Regions from separate parts of the Mus musculus genome. Here all the other regions are linked to region 1. A link is a contact called in public Hi-C and Micro-C data. All regions are on one chromosome and are shown on one strand. Each heading gives the region's core, a stretch centred on a gene start, on an enhancer-like site or on the middle of the called end of the contact. The rest is flanking DNA. Distances are from core to core; before and after follow the strand shown.

Region 1 (2,515 bases), core at 7-2,506:
GCAGCTTGCGTTTCTGAGCCCAGACCTTGAGAAGTGCAACTGGGTTCCCAGTGCCAATGTGGAAAGAGCAGCTGCAAAGCAACGAATAGAGAGCAGAGAGAATCTCCTAGGAGGAGAAGGGTGTGGCCCTTAAACACATTTTAGGATTACAGATAAGATTTCTATATCTGGGACTCAGGATGCTGACCCCAGAGCGCTACCGTGATGGGTCCCCTTGCTAATGGAGCTGCAGTTGTAATTGGAGCAACAGGCGCAGGCTGGCAAGGATGCTCTTTGTACTCTGTTTCACTGGTAGGAGTCTACTGTTCTTTGCCCTTGCTGGGTGAGTGGCCAGTGGGATTTAATGATGTGTCACACAGAGTTGTGCCTCAACCCTGGGAAAAGCATTTCAAGAAAATGCTCATCGGCCTTCGGGATCCTTGGACCATTAATATTCTTAATAGTGACAATAAAAGCTGAAGGAACTCTGGTCTCAGCAAGGGTTTCTAGGAGCAGCACAGTAATGAGCCAGCACAGCCCTGCCTGGGTGGTAGGGCCTCCGGGCTCGTGATCCGCCCCTGGCTGGCTGGCTCTCCTTGGTTTTTCCATTTTACCCCACTTCCTGGGCTCTGGTGGAAAGTGCAGAGAACACTCTCTGTGACCTGATACGTACGTCTTGTCAAACAACGATGTGGGAGTGCAGACGGCAGCCAGAGTTGGAAGAGAAGAAGAGAAGAGAAGGCATGTGTGTGTGTGTGTGTGTGTGTGTGTTACATTTCGCCAACAGAAATTACTTCATAACAAGCAGTGACAGAATGTCTGCCCGTGGAGCTCTGCAGAGAGAAGGAAAATTTATTTGGCGTTTGGTTTTTATTTTTTTATTTTTTTCAGCGAGCACAGGCCATTTGAAAGGAGTTGAGAGAAAGAAGAAAAGGAAAGAAATTTAAAGTGCCAAGAATAATCTATGTAGCACTCCCTCCCTCTTCCTGTTCATGTGAAAAGATCTTTCTATTGGGGTAACTCACACCAACCACATCTGGTTTTTCTCCCTGCCTTTTCTGGGCTTCCTGCCCCACCCCCACTCCTGCTTCCCACCCGAGCAATTGTCTAAAGCCCTAGGCAAACCCCAGTACATTGTTGGCCCCCAGAGGCCTCGAGACAATGTACGGTCTCTTTCCCACTCTACATGTGTCTCCCCCCGCCCCCACTTAAGACTGGCTGTCTGACCTTTGTATCTGCCTTATCTCGGCGACCTTGTGAAACATTTGCATCTAAGAATAACCTAGCATGTTATAAACAAATAGACCCAACTCCTGGGAAAGCCTCCCGGGAAGGTCCTTCCTCATTCCTGCCAGGAAACCCAAGCTGGGATGGGAGTCGGCAATAGAACGTGATTTTAGGGTCCCTGGCTGCGTTCAATTTCCCCTCCTGGAGCTTTTCGCTAGAATCTGGCTTCCCTTGACATTTCTCTCAATTTTCAAGGACACCTGGGCCATGGCCAGATATGGGCACCTTGGTTAGGTCACCTGGGCCATGGCCAGAGATGGGCACCCTGATGAGGTCTGGAAGCACAGCAGAGAGTGTGGGTACCCCCTCCAGTCCTGGAGAGCAGAGTTTCTGGGTGGGGTAGGAGAACTATGAATCCCGAGGGATTTGAGGGCACAGTTTTTGTTTTAATTTTAATTTTTTTTTATCTACAACTCTAGCTTCTGTGTTTCTCCTCTTCCTCTTCCTCCTCTGCCTTCTTCCTCTTCCCCTTCTTCCTTCTCTTCTTTGCTCCTTTCATCTTGGAGATCAGTTCTCAAAAGTTGGCCTTGAGCTTAATATGTAGCCAAGCATGCCCTTGAACTTCTGATCTTCCTATATCCTGCTGGGATTACAGGAATGTGCAACCATGAACAGGTTCCTGTAGTGCTGGGGATGGAGTCCAGGGTTTCGTGCTAGGCAAGCATTCTGCCACCAGAACTATGCTCCCAGCTCTTCCCCATTCTCCTTGGCATACGGTAATCTCCGACTCTGAAGCAGAGGCGACAGTAGGAAGAGTGTGCATGCTTATTTGCCTATGATTCTGCCCCCAAATTCAGGGCCGTGACCATTTCTATTCATCACCTTATTAAAGACGCATGTTTCTAGTGTTTTCTAGGGCTCATGCCCACTGCTAGGGAACTCTTTATGGATGGCTAACTTTCTAGAAGATTCAGTGGTGATATCTTTATTTCTGTCTTGAGTGGGTTTCGCACTTCCCATCTTGGCTCTGCATTTGTTGAATAGGGCCATGGGTTACGGGGGGCTCTCTCGCGACCTTGGAAGCGTCCTTTAGATTTTAATAGCTTTCTTGTTGTTTGTAAATTGAGTCTCTTTAAGATGATCTGAAACTGACTTGGTGAAAAAGGTTTGCAGCGTGTAGCCTTTTAAAAGCACGCTGAAGGGCTGGAGGGGTAGCTCAGTGGCGAAGATCGAAGATCAATTGCTGTGCTTCAGAGCATTCAATTCCCAGCACCCACGTGGTGACTCACAGCTGTCTGTAACTCTAGTT
Region 2 (2,515 bases), core at 7-2,506, 250 kb before region 1:
GCTGTGGGTTGAAAATATTTGCCATAGTTATCAGTCACCTTTAGCTTCAAGTGGTGTACCTTCTTAACTTCAGAATTTATAAGTATTTGACCCTGAGTTAATAGAGTTCTATCTACAAAGGCCAAGGACAAAAGCAGGCTGGGGGTCACCAGTGATTTTAAGACCCACAGACAGGGGCTGAGTTTAAGTGTAATAGCGGGATTTTAAAATTCCTTAGGGGTGGGTGGATATGGGGGACTTTTGGTATAGCATTGGAAATGTAAATGAGTTAAATACCTAATAAAAAATGGAAAAAAAAAATTCCTTAGAAAGTTGCTACGGAATTTCCTCACTATTAATGATTTACAAAATAAAGTACACAGGAGAAAAGAACACTCGGTTAGTTTTCAAGACTGTTTCACAAACTAAGTCCTGGGGGCTGAAGAAGTACAAGGAATACAAAGGCAAACAAAATCAAGACAGAGGGCGAGGAAGGGTGGACAAAGAACTCCCCTAACCTAAGAGGTCCCAGGAAACCAAAAACCAACCACCACCAATCCCTGGCTTTAGAAATGTGGAGGGGCAGAGACAGTTTCAGAGCCGGGAAGCTCACTGAGGATGCCACCCACAGTTTGTAGTTAACTGTTTCCAATAAAACCAAACATGCATTATGTTTAATAAACTTGATCGGAAAATGGATTCTACGGATCATTCAGACTTGTCTTTGCGAGTTACAATTTAAAAGCACACACCTGTGCACGAAGGTGTTCCCGTCAACGAAATCGATCTCGTTAGATTCTCACAAACTAAGCCCACCACGTCATTTACACAATCTATACAACTCATTTTCTTTATGTCCCCACGCTTCAGGCGTGTGACAAAAAGACCTGGAAGTTTGGCAAAAACTCACTTCATTTCCAAGCCTCTGAGCCTTCACTTTCCCCTGCGTCCAGGCCACAAGAGGTGTCTAGATGCACAGGTGCGTCCCTGTCCCTCTCTGGCACCCCCACGGCCCACGAGACCACGGGTGGCCCGTTCTTCCGCGGGTGCGCCCCCTCACCCCCGCCCTCCCGAGCCCCGCAGACCCTGCTCTCCGCCTTCCCCCGCCAGGGAACCTGCACTTACACGGCACAGCCTCCGGCGACGGTGACACAATGGTGTTCAGCTTCGGGGAGCCCCAGCCCGCGCAGTCTGCTGCCACCACAGAACTCCCGAGAGACCGAGCCTCTGCGGTGTCTCCAGGGCAACCAGGACGCGCAGGCTGCGCAGCTTCCACACAACTTGCTCGCTCTCTCTATTCGATTCGTTCCCTGGCAGGGTTACCTTCCATCCATCACCCATAGCTCTTACCTTATTCCTTGAGCTGTTTAGAGTCAGCCGTGGCTCATTAACGCCATTTTTGTAACTCAGCGAGACGCTGCTCCAGAGACCCTGGGCAGATTCAGAGTAGGGCGGGGGTGGGGGGGGTTGTCACCCAGTGGGGAAGAAAGCAAGGCAGATATCATTGAATGTGGCATCGAGACAAACATGTTAACAAACATGTTAATTTCAGTCGTTACCCACAGAATAAACTGAACTCCAAGGCGCGCGCATGCGCGCGCACGCACACACACGCGCGCACACACACACACACGTACCATATGCTATGTATGTATGTATGTATGTATGTATGTATGTATGTATTGTCTGATCTTCCCTTCTTAGTAGGTGTCTCCTTTCCTCCTGTACCTCACCTCCTCATTTCCTCAGGAATATGCTCAAGGATCACATTTTAAACGGAATGAAATCTGGAAGCACATTTACCTCACTCATTCAAGACCAGAATTCACATTTACCCATTTTTATATAATTTCTGCCTGTATGCTAGAAAACATTTCTCATCAGGTGCACCAGTAGTCCACTTTATGTACATACAAACATGTTGGCCTAATTCCATCTTTACTGGACTCTGTGTGTGTGTGTGTGTGTGTGGTGCGTGCTTCTCACCTTGAGACAGGGTCTTTGTCCTCTTTTGTGTATGACAGGGGGGCTGGCCTGTGACTTTTGGAAAGATTCTCCTGTCTCTCCATCTTGCCCCAAGAGCATTGGTGTTACAGATGGAGTCCATCCAGCTCACAGGGATTCTAGGGACTTAAACTCAAGTCTTTCCACTTGCATGGAGATCTCTATCCACTGTCTCCCCAGTCTGACAAGGTCTCTATGCAGTCCTGGTGGTTGTCCTTGAACTTGCTATGTACAAAAGGCTGGCCTCAAACTCAGGGATTTGCTAGCCTTTGCTTCCCAAGTGCTGGGATTAAAGATCACAAGGACTGGCTCCTCTCCACCTTTTGTGAGATAGGATCTCATGTTGCCTAGGCTGACCTGGGACTTGCTACGTAGCCAAGACTCTGAACTTGAGTCTCCTGTCTCCACAGTTGTGAATGCTCCCCATTCGCTCCCCATTTCTCCAAGCTACTCATCTACACAGAGACTCTTCACCGGCCCACTTTGGTTCTGTGCCAGGTCCTTGTCCACACACTCAAAGCTCTACTGCATT
Region 3 (2,515 bases), core at 9-2,508, 200 kb before region 1:
ATTACTTAGAATTTAAGTTTCAAAAGAACTTTACTTACTTGTTGCCACCTAAGAAGCAATGGCTTTGGTGTCCTTGTCCGTACTCTAGTTGCAGATCCTAGCGGCAGGAAGCAGAAGACTTAGCACAGCAGGCCGCAATCACTATACGCTAATATACATTATCTTTTTAAAAAGAAAATCCCCAAGCCCCAAATAAATCTGTATTGCTCTATACTCTTAAAAGGAAGACAAGGTGGCATTTCCAACAATATAAGATATGATATCTTGATTATTTGAATATTTTTCTGGGAATTTTTCCAAAAGACATCTAAAAGTTTTATTTATGGCTGTTGCTATCTATTGTAATTAGTATTTGTAAAAATTAGCTTGTAGAAAGAAAAAGGCTCAAATAAAGCATTGTCAAGCTACAATGAAGCAAAACAAACAAACAAACAAACAAACAGAATAATCAACAAAACCCATCTTGGCTTGACTTGTGTGTGGCATCTAGAATGGCCGTGTGTATATATACACATTCACATATTTCTATTGCTTCTTCATGCAAGTGATTAATTAATGTTTTAAAGACATAAAGCTGGGCACTACTGCAGAAGTGAGGTATGCAGTGAACTAGTACAAGCCCAGACACTGCACTAAAGGAGGTTTTAGGAAGACCTTTAAGGTTAAAACAGTGAAGTTTAAATGAATATTGAGAATTCCTTGCCTACAAAAACATTTTGACTGAATAGTGCACACTGGAGAGAGCTAAGAATTAAAATTCAGAAGAATGAGCAATATACAGGCTCTACTCAAACACCTTCTTGAGGAAAATGTACTATCCACCAACCATGTAAGAACCAAGCTGCCTTTCCCCTCTTTTAAAGAAGCCGCTGTACTCCAATGACCACTAAAAGGATCTTCTATGAAAACGCAGCAGGCAGGGCTCACAGAGGAAGAACCTTGGAAGAACCTCCCAGAGTCAGAGACAGCTCTTATGTTGCCACAGTTACCCAGATCTTCTGTAGCATGCACTCTGAATTTTAATCTGCCTACAAGTCTCTTAAAACAGCCAGGCCATGAACTCCTTAGACACAAAAAAGGCAAATCTGTAACCCAGCACCTGACACACAGACTGTGCTCTGAGTGACAATCACAGATGTCACCTGTGTCACTTCCTGGAAACAGAGAAATACTTTCCCAGTGTACAGATATGCAGGACCACAGACATCTCAAGTCTGGAATCTGTTAAGTCTAGTATTACACAATTCCACACAACACACTGTACTTTGAAACTTCAAGGCCTTTCCAAAAACATATCAGTGAAAATGAAAAGACTGATGTGTACAAGGCTCAAACTTTGTCCCTTTCAATGTTTAGGCTCAGACGTGCATACAGTAACTGTTCTTACTAGTGACAGCAAGGATAACACATCATAAGTGGAAAAGATTAGTTGATCGTCATAGTGGTATCAAATGGAATTCTAGAGGAAAAGGACTGTCCCCTTTAAGTTGTGACATATTCTAATAGGACCACAGTACCACGTGACAAGCTTGCAAAAATTGCATCACTTTGACTTTTAGTGGTCACGACTTTAAACTTTATGCACTAGAATTCAGCCAATAGTGTACTCTTCTCTATGGGCACTTCTAGGTTTAAACTTGTCTTCAGGGACAGATAACCAAGCAGAGAGGTGGTGGCTTCAGTCAGTACAATCTAATAAACTTTTACTAAACAACAGCTTCACAAGTATGCATGTGTGCAGAGGGATATGGCTTCTGTTGATGTACAGGAATGGCCACTTAGCTGAGAGATGACAATCGAGAGCAGGTGACAGTAATAACCAGAAAATGAAAATCTATCAAGCCCAGGAATTAAAATAACTAAAGGGATAATGTAATAAAAAAACCAAGCATAGACGTATGTGCACTCAGGCCAATGCAGTATGTAAATTGTGGAGTATGTAATCACCAAGTCTGATGAGCAGTCCAGCAAGCAAAGCTAAAACACAAAGGCTACCATGGTGGCAAGGGAGGAGAAATAATGCTTAAAGGTTGTCTTCTGACCTCCACCCTCAACACGGTATTCCCCTCCCCCCACATCATGCACTACAAAGTTTAAGATAGTATTTAGAAGCCATTCTACATTAGAAAAATGCTACCAAGATTATGTTCAGAAAGCACTCAACATAACCAAGATGACGGCATCCTCTGGCTCTTAGACAAATTAATCAGAATGCACTTGAACATGCAAACATCAAAAAATTTAGCAGCATTAAACAATTAATAAATGATAATGTTTAATTATACCACAATGCTAAAGCAGGAACAATGTACTGAAAACATACAGTAAGCTCAGAAAGGTTCAACTTGGGACTCAAAGAACAATCCAAGAAAGCCACCCAAGGGTATAAGCAACTTTATGGTGAAACGTTCTGATCTCACAGGGTTCTTTCACTGAGGGGCAGGGGAGAGTATTCTAAATCTAGGGTGACAATTCTAAGAAAATGGTAAGATCTAAGAAAGAACAAAGAGCTCAC
Region 4 (2,515 bases), core at 6-2,505, 140 kb before region 1:
TAGGTGACACTGATGCCAACTTCTGACCTCAACACACACAAACATGCACAAACACACATTATACATATGCCACACACTACTTTTTTAGAGTCATCGTGGTGGCACAGACCTTTAATCCTAGCACTTCATTTGATGAGAGGGAGAGGCAGGTGTGTCGGTTGACACGAGTTCAAGGCTAGCCTGGTTTACAAAGTTAGTTCCAGGTCAGCCAAGGTTACAAAGTGAGACTCTGCCTTAATTTTTTTTTTAAATCCAAAAGATTCTTTTTGTGGTATCTGAGTGTGATTCCCACCCCACTGTAAGCCTAAGTTGTTTGAATACTTGGTCCCCAGTTGGCTGTCTGGGAAGGGTGACGAGGAATGACCTTGTTGGAGAATGTGTCATGGGTGGGGGAGGCTGAGGTTTCAAAGCCTCCGGTCATCTCCAGTGCCCTCAGTGCCTCCTGCTCACGGTCTCTCAGCTGTTTCTACCCCATGCCTTCGCTCCCTCCTCATGAACTCCAACGCTCTGGAAAAGCCAATCCAATAAACACTTTCTTCTCTAAGTTCCTTACATCACAGTGTTTTAACAAAGCAGTAGGAAAGTAACTAATATATTCCCTATAGAAAGTTAAAAATTTAAAAAATGCAGGGAAAACTCATTTAAAAATCTTATCTTTAGGGCTGAAGGAGATGGTGAAGCGGTTAAAAGCACCGGATGCTTTTCCAGCACCCTCATGACGGCTCTCCACCATTCCTATTCCAGGGGATTCAATGCCCTCTCCTGGCCCCCATGGGCACCAGGCACATACAACACAAACATAAGGCAAATATACATATAAAAAAGTTTTTAAAAATTCTTCAACTTATAATCTTCATCACTAACAAATACTCACGATGCCCATATGGAGACAATGGAAAACAGATCTGAGTACTTCTAGCCAAAGTTCCTTTCTTTTAAGTGTGACAAACCCCCCAACAGCACTGAGTAAATTCTGTTCCTTTCTCCAGGATGAGACATCACATAAACAATGAACCTGGAATGTCACTGTGGAGCATCTGCAAACAGGGACATGGTGACCTGGGGGAAACACTGGGCATCGAAAATAAAACCGGATGCTACTTCCTGACTCAGTGAATCTCTAATCAGACCTGTTCAAAAGTCTCACTTGTTTACTGAAAAGAGGTATGGTGACTCCACTGTGTGACATCACAACGTGAAGCTGATTGATCAGAGCTGAAAATTTGTTCCCAGAGGCCACAGGAGGGCACACTCTTCATGGACAAAGTCACAAATGTCCTTTCAAAATGGCTGCTGCACTCAAAATACTTGGCTAAGAGCTGATTTACTCAGAGCTCTCATTAGCCATATTCAGCTGAGAAATCATGACAGTAAACTCCTAGTGAGCAGGTGAAATAAGCCACTAGTCACTATGCTTTCAGAGGGTCTGTCACTACTCTTTGACTTATTAATTCAAAAGGTCTGTCAAAAACTTGCTATAAGGTATCAGTTCCAAACCCCAGTCTCTCTGGGATGAATAATTAACTTCTGGTGCTCTCTTTCCAGTGGCCGGAGCCAGGCGGCTTAAGAGCTCCCCCTCCTCCTGCTTTCTGCAGTGCAACTCAGTGTATCTTACTTGGTAATACTCTGTGAGGGCGGGGTAGAGGTCCAAAGGAAGTCAGGGGACTTCTATTTCAGAGCCTTTTCTCATCAGAAACCATGGAGTTTTGAATGCATTATGATTGTGTGGCACACTGGTAGCTGCAGACATGGGATTTTAGTAACTAAGATGCCGAGGCAGTACGAGAGTGCAATGCCAATCAAGACTATGTAGCAAAACCCTATCTTTAAAAAAAAAAATCACTTATTTCAGGATTAAGTCAATAATATCTCAAATATTTATTCTGGATTTATCAGTTTTGATTCAGCTCAAGCAATTTAGTTTTCAAATGAGCAAGGCTAACATTCCAAGATATTAGCATGTATGAACTTTAAAAAAAAAAAACCAAAGTCAGTATTGCAATAGAATTTTCATACTTCTTAAAAGCAGACACTGAAGTGGCCTGCCATGAGCATTACACCTTGCTGTTTGTTGACAGCCCTCAGAGGACTCCACAGCAGTTTCCCTTTCACTGAGGACCTCACTGCGGCCACTTCATAGATTAGTTAGTGGAGCACCATCACTGCTGAATTTTAGAATATTTCACCACAGCACCAAAACAAAAGCAAGCCCCTAAGCCCACAGCGATCATTCCCACTCTCCCGTCCCTGGGGTCTTGAGTAGTATGGATGTTTCACTAAATGGAACTGAGCAACACGGGGTCACTGGTTAGTGCTCCTGCTACTCAGAATGTTCTTATTCACAAATACTATCACGTTGCAGAGAAATACAGTCGGGCTTTCTACTCATCGCTGAAGGATACAGAAGGAGGTAGTTAATCCTCAGTGTCAACTCAACTGGCCTAGGGTCCCTGAGGAAACACGTTTCTGGGCATATCTGTGCTTGCAGAGATTATAAGTGAGGAAGAAGACCACC

Evidence for each region. A called contact is a pair of places that touch in the nucleus more often than the background predicts.
Region 2: a contact with region 1 is called in a Micro-C map of trophoblast stem cells, with 3 times the contacts expected there. The contact joins the promoter of Cdkl4 here to the enhancer-like site in region 1. A contact is called at or near these places in 2 of 39 promoter capture datasets (both in embryonic stem cells), 13 of 484 Hi-C or Micro-C datasets (embryonic fibroblasts, embryonic stem cells and trophoblast stem cells), 4 of 115 datasets of contacts at active chromatin or transcription factors (all in embryonic stem cells) and 2 of 9 other capture datasets (adipose tissue and macrophages).
Region 3: a contact with region 1 is called in a Hi-C map of liver, with 2.5 times the contacts expected there. The contact joins two enhancer-like sites. A contact is called at or near these places in 4 of 39 promoter capture datasets (the C10 cell line, embryonic stem cells, hippocampal neurons and 1 more), 5 of 15 datasets of contacts at CTCF or cohesin (embryonic stem cells, large pre-B cells, pro-B cells and 1 more), 120 of 484 Hi-C or Micro-C datasets (the 4T1 cell line, B cells, the BV-2 cell line and 55 more), 13 of 115 datasets of contacts at active chromatin or transcription factors (CD4 single positive thymocytes, CD8 T cells, T-cell acute lymphoblastic leukemia and 2 more) and 2 of 9 other capture datasets (adipose tissue and embryonic stem cells).
Region 4: a contact with region 1 is called in a Hi-C map of liver, with 2.9 times the contacts expected there. The contact joins two enhancer-like sites. A contact is called at or near these places in 45 of 484 Hi-C or Micro-C datasets (B cells, the BV-2 cell line, CD8 T cells and 26 more), 6 of 115 datasets of contacts at active chromatin or transcription factors (bone marrow-derived dendritic cells, cardiomyocytes, embryonic fibroblasts and 3 more) and 1 of 9 other capture datasets (embryonic stem cells).

The regions. Positions count from the first base shown.
Region 1 is chr17:80,825,060-80,827,574 of GRCm38.p6, forward strand. No RefSeq gene overlaps it. Among named protein-coding and RNA genes, the nearest start is that of Gm33596, 17 kb to the left of the region's middle. Within about 2 kb of position 1,257, at least 61 of the 459 cell types and tissues checked have an H3K27ac peak or open chromatin away from gene starts, as enhancers often do. A contact at or near this core is called in adipose tissue, liver and trophoblast stem cells, where this site is marked.
Region 2 is chr17:80,576,228-80,578,742 of GRCm38.p6, forward strand. It overlaps Cdkl4 (cyclin-dependent kinase-like 4), which reads right to left and starts at 1,257. Exons shown (of 10, transcript NM_001360143.1): 1 at 1,105-1,257.
Region 3 is chr17:80,624,018-80,626,532 of GRCm38.p6, forward strand. It overlaps Map4k3 (mitogen-activated protein kinase kinase kinase kinase 3), which reads right to left. Exons shown (of 34, transcript NM_001290345.1): 16 at 39-97. Among named protein-coding and RNA genes, the nearest start is that of Cdkl4, 48 kb to the left of the region's middle. Within about 2 kb of position 1,259, at least 7 of the 459 cell types and tissues checked have an H3K27ac peak or open chromatin away from gene starts, as enhancers often do. A contact at or near this core is called in liver, where this site is marked.
Region 4 is chr17:80,682,811-80,685,325 of GRCm38.p6, forward strand. All of the region lies in intron 1 of Map4k3 (mitogen-activated protein kinase kinase kinase kinase 3), which reads right to left. Among named protein-coding and RNA genes, the nearest start is that of Map4k3, 44 kb to the right of the region's middle. Within about 2 kb of position 1,256, at least 34 of the 459 cell types and tissues checked have an H3K27ac peak or open chromatin away from gene starts, as enhancers often do. A contact at or near this core is called in liver and trophoblast stem cells, where this site is marked.